Regions from separate parts of the Mus musculus genome. Here region 2 is linked to region 1. Evidence: chromatin contacts called from public Hi-C data. All regions are on one chromosome and are shown on one strand. Each heading gives the region's core, a stretch centred on a gene start, on an enhancer-like site or on the middle of the called end of the contact. The rest is flanking DNA. Distances are from core to core; before and after follow the strand shown. Region 1 has its middle 39 kb from the start of Acsl1. Region 2 overlaps Acsl1 (acyl-CoA synthetase long-chain family member 1).

The links. A called contact is a pair of places that touch in the nucleus more often than the background predicts.
Region 2: a Hi-C map of B cells shows a contact between it and region 1, with 1.5 times the contacts expected there. The contact joins two enhancer-like sites. A contact is called at or near these places in 1 of 15 datasets of contacts at CTCF or cohesin (the NIH/3T3 cell line), 2 of 484 Hi-C or Micro-C datasets (B cells and embryonic stem cells) and 1 of 9 other capture datasets (adipose tissue).

What each region holds. Positions count from the first base shown.
Region 1 is chr8:46,428,199-46,435,329 of GRCm38.p6, forward strand. No RefSeq gene overlaps it. Among named protein-coding and RNA genes, the nearest start is that of Acsl1, 39 kb to the right of the region's middle. Within about 2 kb of position 5,728, at least 13 of the 459 cell types and tissues checked have an H3K27ac peak or open chromatin away from gene starts, as enhancers often do. A contact at or near this core is called in B cells, where this site is marked.
Region 2 is chr8:46,505,973-46,513,052 of GRCm38.p6, forward strand. It overlaps Acsl1 (acyl-CoA synthetase long-chain family member 1), which reads left to right. Exons shown (of 21, transcript NM_007981.4): 4 at 2,361-2,425; 5 at 5,388-5,489. Among named protein-coding and RNA genes, the nearest start is that of Gm31050, 38 kb to the left of the region's middle. Within about 2 kb of position 2,744, at least 80 of the 459 cell types and tissues checked have an H3K27ac peak or open chromatin away from gene starts, as enhancers often do. A contact at or near this core is called in B cells, where this site is marked.

The DNA of each region.
Region 1 (7,131 bases), core at 4,478-6,977:
GCAACCCACATGTCCCCACCCTGGGAATATGAACCAACCCTGCACTGTCAGCTAATGCAATGGAAAGACCATCCTCTTGGGCTCTGCTCTTAAACCTTTGAAGGTTTCCTGAAACCCCTGTTCTCAGACCTTGCCAACTGGGTGCCAGGGTCCTTTCATTAGCTGCTCATGAATCTCTAGATCTTTATAGTGGCCCCACAAGCTCCCCCACTTCCTTCTTACCCCATCACCTCCCTTGTCAAAGTTCATATTTTGTATAAAAGTTGCTTTAGGACTGCAATCTCTTTTTGCCGTGTTTCAGCTGTGACATTGGGTAAATCATTTCAGCAATCTGAGTTAACATGGGCATTAAATTATATTATGTTGCCATGCTATAACATAATTCAAAGTAGGATTAAGGTGTCTTTTCTGAGACATGAACGTCCTGGCATGGGGGGGGGGGGGGCGACAACGAGGAAACAGGGTTATTTGGCCGTCATCATTCAGTGTTTAGGTTAAGTCTGTCTATCCTCAAGGTAGAGGGAAATTTTCTTTCCCACAAGTAAATGCCACAGCCCTTATTTCTAATTTATATCCCTGGTGCTATTAAGAATCACCCTTCTACTTATATAAGCTATGGGATATTGGTCATTTTCTCTTTTTAACCTTAAAATACACTTTTGCAGGAGAGATGGCTCAGTGGGGAAAGTGCTTGCCATACAAGCAGAAGGATCATGATTTGGATCCCCAGAACCCACTTAAATACCTACCAGGCAGGCTTTCCTGTACGTCTTTGTAATCCAGTCTTTATAAAGCAGGACAGGGAATCCCTGGGGCAGGCTGGCCAGCTGGGCCAACTGAGTCAGCGAGCTATAGGTTCCAGTGAGAGAGTAAGCTTCAACACAGAAGGTGAAGAGGGAAGACCATGCCCAAGGTCAACCTCTGGCCTTCATCGGCACGTGCACACACATGCACGCACCACATGGGAATATGCACCAAGGCACTCACACCACATATACATGGGCAAAAATAGACATGCAAACCAAATCAGCCAGGCATGATGGTGCACACCTTTAGTTTCAGCAGGAGCATCGCTTGTGAGTCTGAGGCCATCCTGGTTCACGTAGTAAGTTTAAAGCCACTTGGAATTATGAAATGAGAACCTGTATCTAACTAAATGGATAATAAATCAATACCACCTCTGTAAAGTCTACCACCCCCTCACTTTGTCTTTGTATATTATACCACTAGCTTGAAAGGCTGGATATTTTTCTTCAGTATAAAATGACCCGGAGACCAGAAAATGATGCAAATAGTTTTAAAAGGGAAATGTCACCCTTCAAAGTTTTGGAACTTTGAAGTCATTGAATTTCAACCGTGTCAAGGTTCTGTTTTCTTTGTCCCTCCTTGGATTCTTTGCTTGTCTAAGTGATTGGTTTCACGGCCCTTTCTCATGCTTGCTTCTTGCATTTTAGAGAGAGGAAAAAAGTTGTTTCTTTGGCAGCAGAATTAGTTGCCACCTCTGACTGGGATCTCCTCCCATTCTGGGCTCTAAGAAAAACCTCATAACCTCGGGGATGCGGTCATTTTATCCAGCAATGAGATCCTCTGTGCCCCCATTTATTCATATGCTTTTATGAGGAGAGGGAAGGAGAGAAGGAGAGAGGGAAAGAAGGAGAGGGAGGGAGAGAGATTATATTTGGAGGCTCTTTACAATATGAAGCATTAATATGAAAACATACTGGTGGGCAAATCAGTTGGTAGAGAAATATGAATCATTCCTGGGACATTTTTATCCAGCTGACTCACTGTGCGCTCGCTCCTCTTTTCCTGGAAACAGTCAAGTGAATTTCTCAGTCACTGTTGCCTCTGGCTGGGGCCATGTGACTCATTCTCTGCAGTGCAGTGCAGGGGAGATGAGACGTCCGCTCGAGGGCTAAGGATGCCCTCGTCCCTCTGCCTCCTTCTGCTCTCTGGATGGCATGGCAATGATCTGCAAGCCACACATTAGTGTCAGAAGTGCCTTAGAGTGAGCTCCGCCCTGAGTCTCATGCAGAAGGCCAGTGCTCAGGAGCTCTTCACAGGCCTGGGGGATTTTTCTTTTTAATTGAGCAAATCCGAGACCATTGTACCCACAGGATCTTTACTTGGTTAGACTTTAACCAAGCCTTGCTGTGTGACTTGGTTATAGCTAATGTGTTAGAGATGACCCACTCAGCTCTTATTTGGTAATCTTCCTTTACAGGTGACATAATACAACTGATATCTTCTCAGCTGGGTAAGAAAGGCAACAATACTGTCTCCCTTTCAAGTTATTTTTGCTCCTTGTCCATGGTCAACAGATCCCTCTCCCCCTCCCCTTCCCCCTCCCCCTCCCCTTCCCCCTCCCCCTCCCCCTCCCCTTCCCCCTCCCCGTCCCCTCCCCTTCCCCCTCCCCTTCCCCCTCCCCCTCCCCTCCCCTTCCCCCTCCCCTCCCTCTGTCTCGTCTCTGTCTCTGTCTCTATCTCTCTCTGTGTCTCTCTCTGTCTCTGTCTCTCTCTGCGTTACAGGAATATATTTCTAAAAATGAGCTCTCTTGTATGATTCAGTCTAAGAAACCCAAACAAAACATTTCTACCTAGCTTTCAGTTCTTTCTAATTTCTTACCAATCAGGTTTCTTTCTAAACAACATGGTTATCTGATTTTCTTTATTTGCAGTTTAGCAGTGCTTTATGTAACCCAATTCACTGGCCTCCTGAACTCAAGACTCCCCTTCCTCTGCTTAGAGCACCCACAAGCGCGCCTTTTTTTCTTGTAACCTGTGTCTCCTCTATTTCAACGTGTTCCTTATTTTCTTTTGTGTGGATTTGTTTGTTTGTTTGTTTGTTTTAGATTTCCTTTCCTTCATGTGTATGAGAGGTTTTTGCCTGCTCTGTATCTGTGCACCACATGCATGCCTGGTGCTCAAAGGTATGGAAGGTTCTATGGGTCCTGGGAACCAGACTCAGGTCCTCTGATTTGAGAATACAGATTCACGGCTTCATTTCCACCAGCCCACAGTACCTCTGTATCAATTTGTATTTACTTACTGTGAGTTGTCTCTTACACTGATGGTCCCGGAATGTTTCTAGCCAGCCTTTACCTCCTGGAGCTGTCCCTTCCTTAAGAGAAAGAATTGTGAGATATTATCTCAGTAATACAGAGGTCTGTTTCTCCTTTCCCATAAGAAACTGATACGGTCTCTTTTCCTGGTCTCCCCTCATGACTCGGTTCTATCCCTAGGTACTTTTAGCACATGCACATCATTTGTCAGCTGAAATAAAACAAAGTAATTTTCAATTTGCTCCTTTTCTCTGTCTCTCTAACTTGGCCTAATATTTAAATGTTCCCATCAACGACTAAGTGGATCACTCTTGGACTCTTTGTGAGGAGCTGTGAGGTTAAAAACAGAAAGATAATAACAGGGGAAACGTAAGTGAGCTTGTCAGTAACTCAGGAGACCTGTCTACCGGGAACCGGTAAAAACAGGATAATATGTAATATGGCTTGTCTATTGTTTGTAAAAATTGACTCAGAATTGCAGAGGGGAGTGACCGAATATGTGTTGTAATGTGGAAAGGGTTTTGATAAACGGGGGTGCACTTAAGAGCAGTTATACTGGAGAATTAAGGAATTCAAACATATCCTATGTGGGAAATACCATGAACAGAGCACAGAAGTCAGGGTGTTAGAGGAATCCCAGTGGCTCCTGTTGGTCACACATGCTTTCTAAGCCTGACTATGCCAGGCAAGGGATCCCCAAAGCGGATGCTTCTCTAATTCACAGAATGTTGTGGGGCAGTTGAGAAGGTACCACTCTGGAAAGTCGAGGTGCTGGATAATAGACATGTAAGCCTGGAGGATGTTGACCCAGACTATTATAGTTTGTCATAAGTAGCATGACAGACTTGGCAGTTGGACAAGATCTATCCTTGTGGCCTTACTTCATGGTTTCTGTGTGAGTCTAGAAACTATACTTAAACTTGCTGAGATTTGGTTTTCTTCTTGGTAATACGTGCTTAGCGGTGGCACCAACTTGCAAGGCTGAAAGGTTTAAATGAGATAAAGTCTTTAAGCCTTTTACTTAAGTGTGTGAGATACTGCTGTGACAGTGCCAGCCTGAAGAAAATCTATTTCTTAAAGAGAGTTAATGAGATGTCTTGGGACTCTCAGACTAAGGAGAGAGAAGTCAGGATAGATCTGTAGATGGGTAAAAAAGAAACTACAAGACATGGTGACTGATTAAAGAGCCAAAATAGGGAAAGTCCAGAGATTACACATTTAGGGGAATTTGAGAATAACAACATAACAGAAATCGAGAATGAGGAAGAAAGCTAGTTTGGGGGATATGATGGAGTGAGTTTGGATATTTTGGGTTTTGATCGATAACTATAATAAAGAAGTACATACTAGAAGCCTTGGCAAAAATGTCCAGAGTGAGTGGAAAAGAGGACTCAAACTGAGGTCAAAACTAACTGATAGAGTTGAACTAGAGTCTTGTGTCAAGAGATAAGGCAAGGGTTAGGACTGTCACGTAGGGGTGCGCATGGCTGGAGAACACGATGTGAAAAACAAGCTATTGAGAAAAGAGTGAGCAAGGGGCAAATGCAGATCACATGATCCAGAACAGATAAGGGATGCTCACAGGAGACAGGGCTGCTGTGCTCAGGGTGTAAGGCTGGGAGAAGACTGAGGACCCAGGAAAGACTTCTCTAGGCCACTAAGTGGCATTATGGAGCCCAAAGTGGGAGGAGCCAGGTGGAAATAAATGACAAGAGGTTCTCCCTTTGTTGTTGGAAATAAAGTTACACAATGACTTTTTGTCACTCTGACAAAAATATTTGTATTCAGCTGGACTCTCTAGAGGAACAAAACTGATAGAACAAACATCATAAAAGGAACATGTATTAGATTAGCTTACCCAAGAAAGGCTGGGTAGTCCAATGATGGCTGCCTGGGTACTTCAGAAATCTCAACCCAACAATGAAGACCTGGACGTTTTCTGGAAGAGACTCTGGTATTCATTCTATGTTGGGAGGCTGAAGAAGCTGGAGTCTGATAAGGATGGGCATTGTGAAACCTTCAGGTAAATGGATGGAACTAGAAAATATCATCCTGAGTGAGGTAACCCTGACCCTGAAAGACAAACATGGTATGTACTCACTTATAAGTGGACATTAGCCATAAATTACAGCTAGATAACAGGTAGGGCCCAAGGGAGGATACTTGAATTTCATTAAGAAGGGGAAATAAAATAGACATCTGGGGAGGAGGGAGGGAAAACTCCAATTGGTATGTTAAGTAATTACTTAATTAATTACTGAATTAATTAAATTGCTCCATAAAGAAGAAGGAGGAGAAAGAAAAGGAAGAGGGAGAGGAGGAGAAGAAGGAAGATGAAGAAGAAGAAGAGGGAAAGGAGGAGGAGGAGGCAGCAGGTGCCTTTAAATCTGGGCCACCTGTGGAATAGTGCCATTCATTCTAAGGGTGAGTCTGTATGCCTCCCCCTCCTCCTCCAGTTAATCCATTCTGGAAATGCCAGACATGGCAAATGGCATAACTCATCAGTGGTTCCAGATCCTATCAAGTTGACAGTGAAGATTCATTATCACAATATCCAAGAGAAACTGTATCAGAGGAGAAATTTATTTTGGCTCAGGGCCTCTGAGATTTCACTTCATGGCCAGCTGGCTGCACCGTTTCTGAGCTGGGCTGAAGCAGGAAGTTATGAGGCCATGGCTGAGCAGATTTGCTCATCTCATGGTGGCCAGGTTAGAGACAGAGACAAAAGGAAGGAAAGAGAGAGAAAGGATCCAGGAAAGAAAAGGCTCCTTTCAAAGGGTCTCCTATTTCCCCCAAGTATGCCTTACCTCTTTACAGTCCATTCAGTTATGAATTGATCACTGGGTTAACCTATTGATGAAGTGAGAGTATTATGATGTAATTAACCTTCAACAGTCACGCCAGATGGAAACCAAGCCTTCAACTCATGGGATGTGCATTCAGCCAGCCCTTCACCAGAGCATGACACACACTTGGTGACCATTTTCCATATGTGGACACTTTCTTTCTTTCCACCAAAATGGTCCCAAGCTCCCTAAAAGGAATGTGACCTTAGGTATCACCTCAAACATACTAGTGACTTCCTGAGAGGCAGGATGGGCGGGTGTTAAGGGGAGGAACATACAGGAAACCTCTGCTATATGGAAGTTTTGGTTCTTAAATTTTTCAAAGAGGAGCTGGTTCATGACTCTTGGGGGTGGAGTGGGGAAGACAGGAACTCACTGTGAAGCTCTGGCTGGCCTGAAGCTCACTACATAGACTAAGCTGGCCTCAAACTCTCTGAGATCCCCCCTGCCTCTCTCGGCTTCTTAAGTGTGGGGATTAAAGGTGTGTGCCTGTGTATTTAACCTCATGACTTTTTACACTTGATATTCGCCAAAAGGCCAAGAAGCGATCCTCATGAGTTTTTAAAGGCAGATATTGATTGAGCAGAAGATACTAACTAGAGCTGTAAATGTCTGAAAAATGCTAGAGGAAAGAAAATACCATCACACTTAACAGGATGAGTCTTGGATTTAGATTTACATGAATTCTTTACAGCTTGGTCCTCATGTGGATCCTAATGTTTAGTTCATCACTGGCCAGTTGGAAATAGAAATGGCCACGTAAAACTGTCAAAAACTTGTGCTGTGTTTGATAATAGTAGTAGTAGTAAAAATTACAATAATAATAATAATAATAATGAGAAGTTAACGAGTTTCAGTTAAAAAAAATGTGTTCTGATCAGAAAAGTGATTTACATGGCTTTATCTGACAGTAGCAAGGAGCAGAGCGACAGGGGCATGCTAGCCTTCGTTCAGTAGCTCAACAGTGTCTCAAGAATTTTCTTAGCGATTCCCTCATGCTTAGTCTAGGTCATGAGGTGGCTGTTGTCATGTGGGTGAGTTTAAAGACTCAAGGCACAAGAGAGTGGCACAGGTCATGGCTGTTTGCTTTATAAGTATCCTCAGCAGACATTTCATTGTTTAGAACTGTATCATACAGCCACTCATAGCTGCACAGAGATCAACACACCGGCTTTGCTCTGCCCTCATTGGACACTGCCAAAAATGGGGTTGAGTTTAGTGTTA
Region 2 (7,080 bases), core at 1,494-3,993, 75 kb after region 1:
GGCAATACATCCTTTATTTACTGGAGAGTCACGTATGCTGGCCTTTGTGTTTCCTGTAGTTGAAAGTAAAATGATTAATTGGCTCTGAACCATCCGTTACTTACTGGGCCTCTCTCCAGACACCCCCCCCCACACACACACACACACATACACCTTGAATCAGCCCTCAAGCCGGTCCCCCTATACATCTTCATACACTCCCCCGCATCATAATTCTGCCCTGGCCACCCCCCACTCAGTGGTCTTTTAACCCTGTTGGTTTCATGTCTTTACTTTCTAGTCTGTCATTCCACTCCTGTCTCCAGTGGGGCATCGTCCCCTTTTCCTCTCAGCATCGAACCTCTGCTTCTGCAACAACCCCTTCACACGCAGAGCTGTTGGCCTGGCATGGTCTGTCTTTGCCCTCTCTGCAGCACTGACATAGGACCTGTCCACACTGTGTACTCAATATATTGTCCCGGAACTCATTCCTAGTAGACCAGGCTGACCTGAAACTCAGAGATCCACCTGCCTCTGCCTTCCAAATGCTGGGATTAAAGGCGTGCACCACCATTGCCCATCTTAGAAATAGATCTGAAAATCCATGGTAGTACAATTGTAATCTTACAGTCAGGAAGATTGCTTGCGCTCTGCCCCATAATACACTGCAAGTGGTGTGTGTGCACTCGAAGTACCTGCCATTCAGTGCCTGGCAGTAGTACAGTCTGATTATTGAGCCCATTGTGTTCAGACAAATATTCCTATAAAAGACTCATTCGCCGACTGTAAAGAGAAGCAACTTCCTTGTCTGTCAGCTCATACATGAACTTTCTGAAGTTGCGATCAAGGTCTGTTTATCTGTGACCGTAAGTCTTCCTGAGGAGAACAAGTCAGCCAGCAGCAAGCCACATGAAGGCATGTGTGGGAATGTCTCCTCAGCCTCTCCTCCGGAAGCAGAGAATGGGCTTATCCAGGCTTACACTGTACTTGTGACAGACAACCTCCTGCTCTGTTGTCACATGTCTGTCTGATGGGAAAATGAGTGGTCCTCAATAGATCACAGAGGGAAGCTTACGCTTTCTTGACACGCATTGATTAAAGGCAGCCGTTTCTAAGTCAGTGTTTTTTGTTTTTTTTTTTTTCCTTCAAGAAGCATTTAATCCTAAACTTTATTCTTTAAACTTTGTTCGTAGGCTATCTATCTCAGGATTGGAATAGTATAGGTGAGCAGAGCCCAGCATTTTGAATGGACGGTCAGAAGTTTGCTCAGTAGCAGAAGTTAGCCAACAGCTCTTTAAATCTAATTTTAAAATTTTTAAATTAATCTTATGAGCACATTTTGCCTGTGTATCATTTACACAAAGTACCCACAGAAGCCAGAAGAGGGAGGATATCAGACTCACTTGAACTGGAGATACATATGAGTCACCATGTGGGTGCTGGGAACTGAACCCAGGTCTTCTGGAAGAGCAGCCAGTGTTTTTAACCATTGAGCTAGCTCTCTAGCCCCCTTAAACCTAGTATTTTTAAGATGCACCTCGCTGTACATTAGTGGTACCTGGGAACAGTTTTTAAAAATTACTGAAACTCTTGCTTACATTACTCAACTCCATCACTTCTGAAAAGCCTGTCCAGTGGCACCTATGTCCCCCACTTCCCCCAACACATGACCTGTAGGTGATTGCTTGAAGGTTCCTTAGAAATCCTGCTGGCTGCCTCCTCTAAAAACCCACAGTAGTATCTCTGCAGTCAGCCACTGGCATAAAAGAAAAAGTCACACGTTAAACATTCTTAAAAATCCTGTTAGCTGGGTGTGGTGGCGCACACATTTAGTCCCAAGCACTTGAGGCAGAGGCAGGTAGGTCTCTGTGAGTTCTAGGCCAGCAAGAGCCACATAACAGAGAGGCCTGGTCTCAAACCAAAACCACCGACAAAAAATCCAGTCATTAATATTTGCCTTTCTCCTGTATTCATCACACCTCCTTCTGTTTAAGAAACAGAACAAGGGGGCTGAAGAGTGGCTCAGAGGTCCTGAGTTCAATTCCCAGCAACCACATGGTGGCTCACAAACATGGGATCCAGTGCCCTCCTCTGATGTGTCTAAAGGCAGCTACAGTGTACTCATATTCATAAGATAAACAAATAAATTTTTTTAAAAGAGAAGAAAGAAAAAGAAACAACAAATAAACAAACAAACATAAAACCCACTTCAAACTCCAGGGGAATGAACCATTTTTAATCTGAACTCAACATTTCTAGTCTGAAGAGTAGAATCTTCCTGATACCTTGAGGAATGAGGAGAGGAAGGAGTAAGTGATACAGGAGTAGGATAAAGGTCAAGGCCATCTTTTGCCTCATCTCTGTCTTTTCTTTCTTTGTAGATAATGGTCCTTGTTTAGGTTCTCGGAAGCCAAACCAGCCCTATGAGTGGATTTCCTACAAAGAGGTGAGTCCCCTGACTCCGATGGCTCTCCTCTTGTCTGTGACCAAAATCTCAGTGCAAGCTACTAACTGGACGGGAGGTTGGTTTGGACTCGGGTTTCTGGGTGTGTAGTCCTGAAAGCCACACTGGGTCCGAAGCAGGACCAGTCTAAGCCCTGTGACTCTATCTCTACCTTTTCCCGAGGCTCTGCCAGTGGCTAGGGGCTGAGGGTTTAAACACATGAGCCCTCAGGAGCCATTTCAGACTCAGACCACAAGACTGCCTCTGTAGATTGGAGCAGCACACTAGTGAATGATTGCTGGCTGGGCTGGCACTTGGCACTCCCTTTGCCACTTCCTCATCGGTGGCTGTGACTTGAAGTCACAGTTTGTGAGTAGTGGATCTCAGAGCAGGAAGGTGTCCCCTTTTCTCTTCATTATGATCACAGAGAATCAAAGCTGGCGTTGCTTTTCCGTCCTGACCTCAGGATGGGCAGGCGCAGCTGCAAGTGCAGCTTAGCTGCCTTCCTTTTCCTACGCAGCTGTCCAGGAAATGGTTTTCTATCCCCAGCCTCCCCTGAACGCTTGTTCTGGGGCCAGGTAATCCCGTGACACCCATGAACACAAACTGACTTTCTCCCTCTGTGTTCTCAGTAGCTGGCTTGTCTGTGGGATGTGGCGGGAGATGTCCTTTGGAGCCACAAACCCATCCTGGGAGTAGCTCCTGTCCTAGCTCCTTGGCCTGAGGCCCTGTAGTTTTCCTTTTCCTGCCTCAGAGTACACCAGAGTGCCCAGTGCTTTGCTTGGGTAGTAGTAGTCTGTCTCTCAAGAGAGACAAGGGAGATGGGCTTGTAATCCCTCGCCTGTGGAAGGAGCCAGGAGCTCACGTGACCAGAGAGGGATTTCCCTTCCTGTTTGGCTTTACCAAAGCCCAAACCAGTTTCTATCTGTTTTTTTCCATCAGTCAGTGCTAGCTCACACCTGTGCTCCCAGCACTGGGGAAACTGGGCCGAGACGATCCTCCGGAGTCCCTGGCTGATTAGAAACATATTGAAGCAGAGTCCAGATCTGGCCTACAGAACGAGACCACCTCCAAACACCAAGGCCGTGGCTTCTGGAGACTCTATAGCAAGGCTGTGTTGGGCACAGGGCAGTATGTGACAGGACCCCACAGCCTCCCCTAGAGCTCTCTGCATTATTTTTAATAGATTCGTTGGCCAGAAACAAGAAAGTATCTGTTGTGGATTGGTGCTCCAGGCACATTGAGAACCCCTGAGGTTTTCTGAAGGTGGTGCCCAGTGATTGGCACAGCTCAGCCCGAGGCTCCTTGGAGGCTTGGCAGAGGGCACAGAGCTGGTTTTAACTGAAGCCAGCTTTGGCTTTGTGGAGATCTTTATCTTGATTTACTTTTTTATTCACCTAACCAGACTGACTTTTAGGAAAGTCAGAGTCTCTTTGCCATTTTTCTTAAAGAGCAAAATGGACCACCTTTCTAGAAACATAAGTGTATGTGCATTGCTCCAGCAAGCCCAGCAAACAGTTTCAGACACGTCTCAATTTCCAGACCTGTGCATTAGTCAGGACTAGAAGGTGCTTTGCCACTCTGTGGTCACCTGGCCTGTGACAGTACTGCTTCCCTTAGGTAGGGCTGGGATGGCAGCTTGTACCGAAACCAATGGCATTGCTGGGAAGGAGAGGCGGTTTCCTGGTTTCCTGGTTTCCTGGTTTCCTGGTGGTGTGGATATGTGTTAGAAGTGCTGTTGCGAGGAATGAACTCCAGGGTTTAAGTTTTACATTCCAAAGCAATTAATGAAGAGGAGGGACAAGAGGGTAGCTACGGATATATATTCCTAAGTTTTGTGACTTATTTTTCCTTGGGTATCATAATGTTGGTTTTCATCTACACATTACTGATTGCCATCATTACCCTAAGCTTGGTGCAGTTCTCATAGTTGTAGTATTTGCCAGCTACCTAGCTGTCCTTTTTGGGTATTCTTGTCATTTTTTTTTTGAAATTTTTATATTTGCGCATAAGACCTCTAAAAATCTCCTCCAAATATTGTATTATTTACCAAAAAGAAATTCTCAAAAATGGAATTGTAGAGTCCAATAATAAAAACTTAGTCTTAGCTGGGCTTGGTGACACACATCTTTAATCCTAGCACTTGGGAGGAAGGCAGGTAGATCTCTGTGTTCGAGGCCAGCCTGGCCTACAGAGAGAGTTCCAGGACAGCCAGTGCTACACAGAGAAACCGTATCTCACAAAGAAGCAAACAAATAGAAAAAAAAAAAACCACCTTAGTCTTGTTTTGTTTTTTTAAAAAGCTGTTTCTATATTTATACAAATGACAGGTTTTGAGGTGTTTGGTCACTTTTCTAGTCTTTTATAAATGATAAAAGAACGATCTAGCCAGGCCTGGTGATAGCTGTCATCCCAAGCAGCTGGAGTGGTAGGATGGTGAGTTTGCAGTTGGTCTGCACCAGTTGAAGAAGTCAAGAAGTGGGGACAAGGTCTGTGTTAGAATGCTTGTCTAGGGTGCATAAAACCCTGATTCTTCCAAGGCACTACAAACAGGTAATAATCTCCACCCCAAAGAACACAGGACCTCTGTCACTTGGTAACACTAAAATAGAAACACATATGTAGGAAGCCCTGTATCCATGTCTGTGACCTGCAAACCCGGAATAATTTGCTTTATAGAAGGAATCCTAGAGCCAGGTCCTAAACAAAGCCTGAGCTGTGGTGAGTAAAACCTTATGCTGTGCAAGCAGTTGTTTAAGGAGGCGCAGGTCTCCTTCTCTGTATAGCTCTGTTGCTGGCAGCGGAAAGGACGCCAGATTGTCACCCAGTGAGATTGTCACCCAGTGAGATTGTCACCCAGTGAGATTGTCACCCAGTGAGATTGTCACCCAGTGAGCTTTTAAGGTTCTTACAATAAGAATTGTTGCTTTTTCCTAACTGGCGCCTCTGCCTCCCTTTGTTGCAGGTGGCAGAACTGGCTGAGTGCATAGGCTCCGGGCTGATCCAGAAGGGGTTCAAGCCTTGCTCCGAGCAGTTCATCGGCCTCTTCTCTCAAAACAGACCCGAGGTATTAACCAGGAGCCGGCAGAGCCGCTCACTGTGCTGGGTCTCCAGGGCCCTTCGTGGTTCCCCCTGCAGCTGCTGGGGACTAGGCTTTGTTCTCTGGTTTAGGCTGAGTATAAGGCTTTGCGGTTTGTCTTAGAAAGTTCCAGGTATGAAAATGAGAACTGAGAATTTCTCTTCAACTTTCAAGAGAAAAAAAAAATCATCTCCCCTTAATTTTTTGTTTTGTTTGTTTTGAGTTTTCTTAATTCAGGTCATGAAACAAAATTCTTAGAAAAAAAGTGTCAAATCAGAAGTTTCTTACCTTCAAGGGCTACCTCTGAGACTGGATAAACAGGGTTAGTAAATTGTTAATAATAAATTACAGCAGAGAAGCTCGGATACATTTTTGTTAGTAGCAAACTCTTCCTCCTGAGAGGTCTGAGCCTTCCTTCCTTTCGATCAAATTTCCAAACCTAAGATACTGTGAAATATGCGCTATGAGCTGCTCTCCTTATAGATTTACAGCTGTTGATTGGATATGGAGGCTCACACGTAGTACTTAAGAAAAGAGACTTGAGGGGCTAGAGAGAAGGCTCAGTAGTTCAGAGCAGACACACACTGCTCCTCCAGAGACCAGAGTTTCCGTCCCAGAACCTACATCAGGTGGCTCACAAGTACTCAAAGCTCCAACTCCTCTGGTCTTATGGGTACCTACACACACACACACACACACACACACACACACACACACACACACACTTAAAAATAATTTTAGAAAAAAAAGACTTAAAATGGGGTGTTACTTTTAAAGTACTGCTAACAAGTTATATCAGCAATAACTATCTTGGAAAAATTCAAGCATCATTTTTTTTTTATTGCTGCTTATGTCCAGAAAAGTGTCTTGGTTTTCCTGTCCCTGTGTTGTGTCTGGTTTTATAAGTTCTTCTATCCATGGGTCTCATGTTCCTTGAAGAATCGTCACTGTCTATGGCTGGCCCATGCTTAGTCTTAAGGGGTGACTTGGTTTTCTTTTGAATCTCAGGGACAGATCCAAGCTTTTTCCATCAATAGAATTGTTATCATCTACCTAAACCACAAAACAGATCCTTCGTTTTAAGGGATAGATTACTGATGGTTTCTCTGAAATGTGATACGTGTGGATACAGGAAAGGACTGTGGGAGCCCAGCCAAGGAGAGATCCTGAGTAGAGTCTTGGAGGAAATCTTAAAACAAAGCAAAAACCACAGGCACAGCGCCGAGTCCACACCACATGCCTGTGACGGATCGGTCCTCTCCCACGGCAGCTGCTCCCTTTTCTGTGCTGTGATCAGCATCCTGTATGCCATTTGAAAAGTGCAGCTGAGATAAGGGCGTGTCTTGCAGTTGAAGAGGGACAGTGCCACATGTGCCTGGGAGATCAGTCAGTTCTAGGCAGCTGAGGTTAGTGGTAAGGTGACCCAGTTACTGTATCACTGCTGTCCCTGGTCACTTTACTAAGGGGATTTTTTTTTTCAAGACCACTTTCCGCTGTCTTAGCCTGTAATGATCGTTTCCTCAAACGCTTACATCAGTACAGCTTGATTTTAAGGAAGGGCAGATTGTTGTATGCAAAC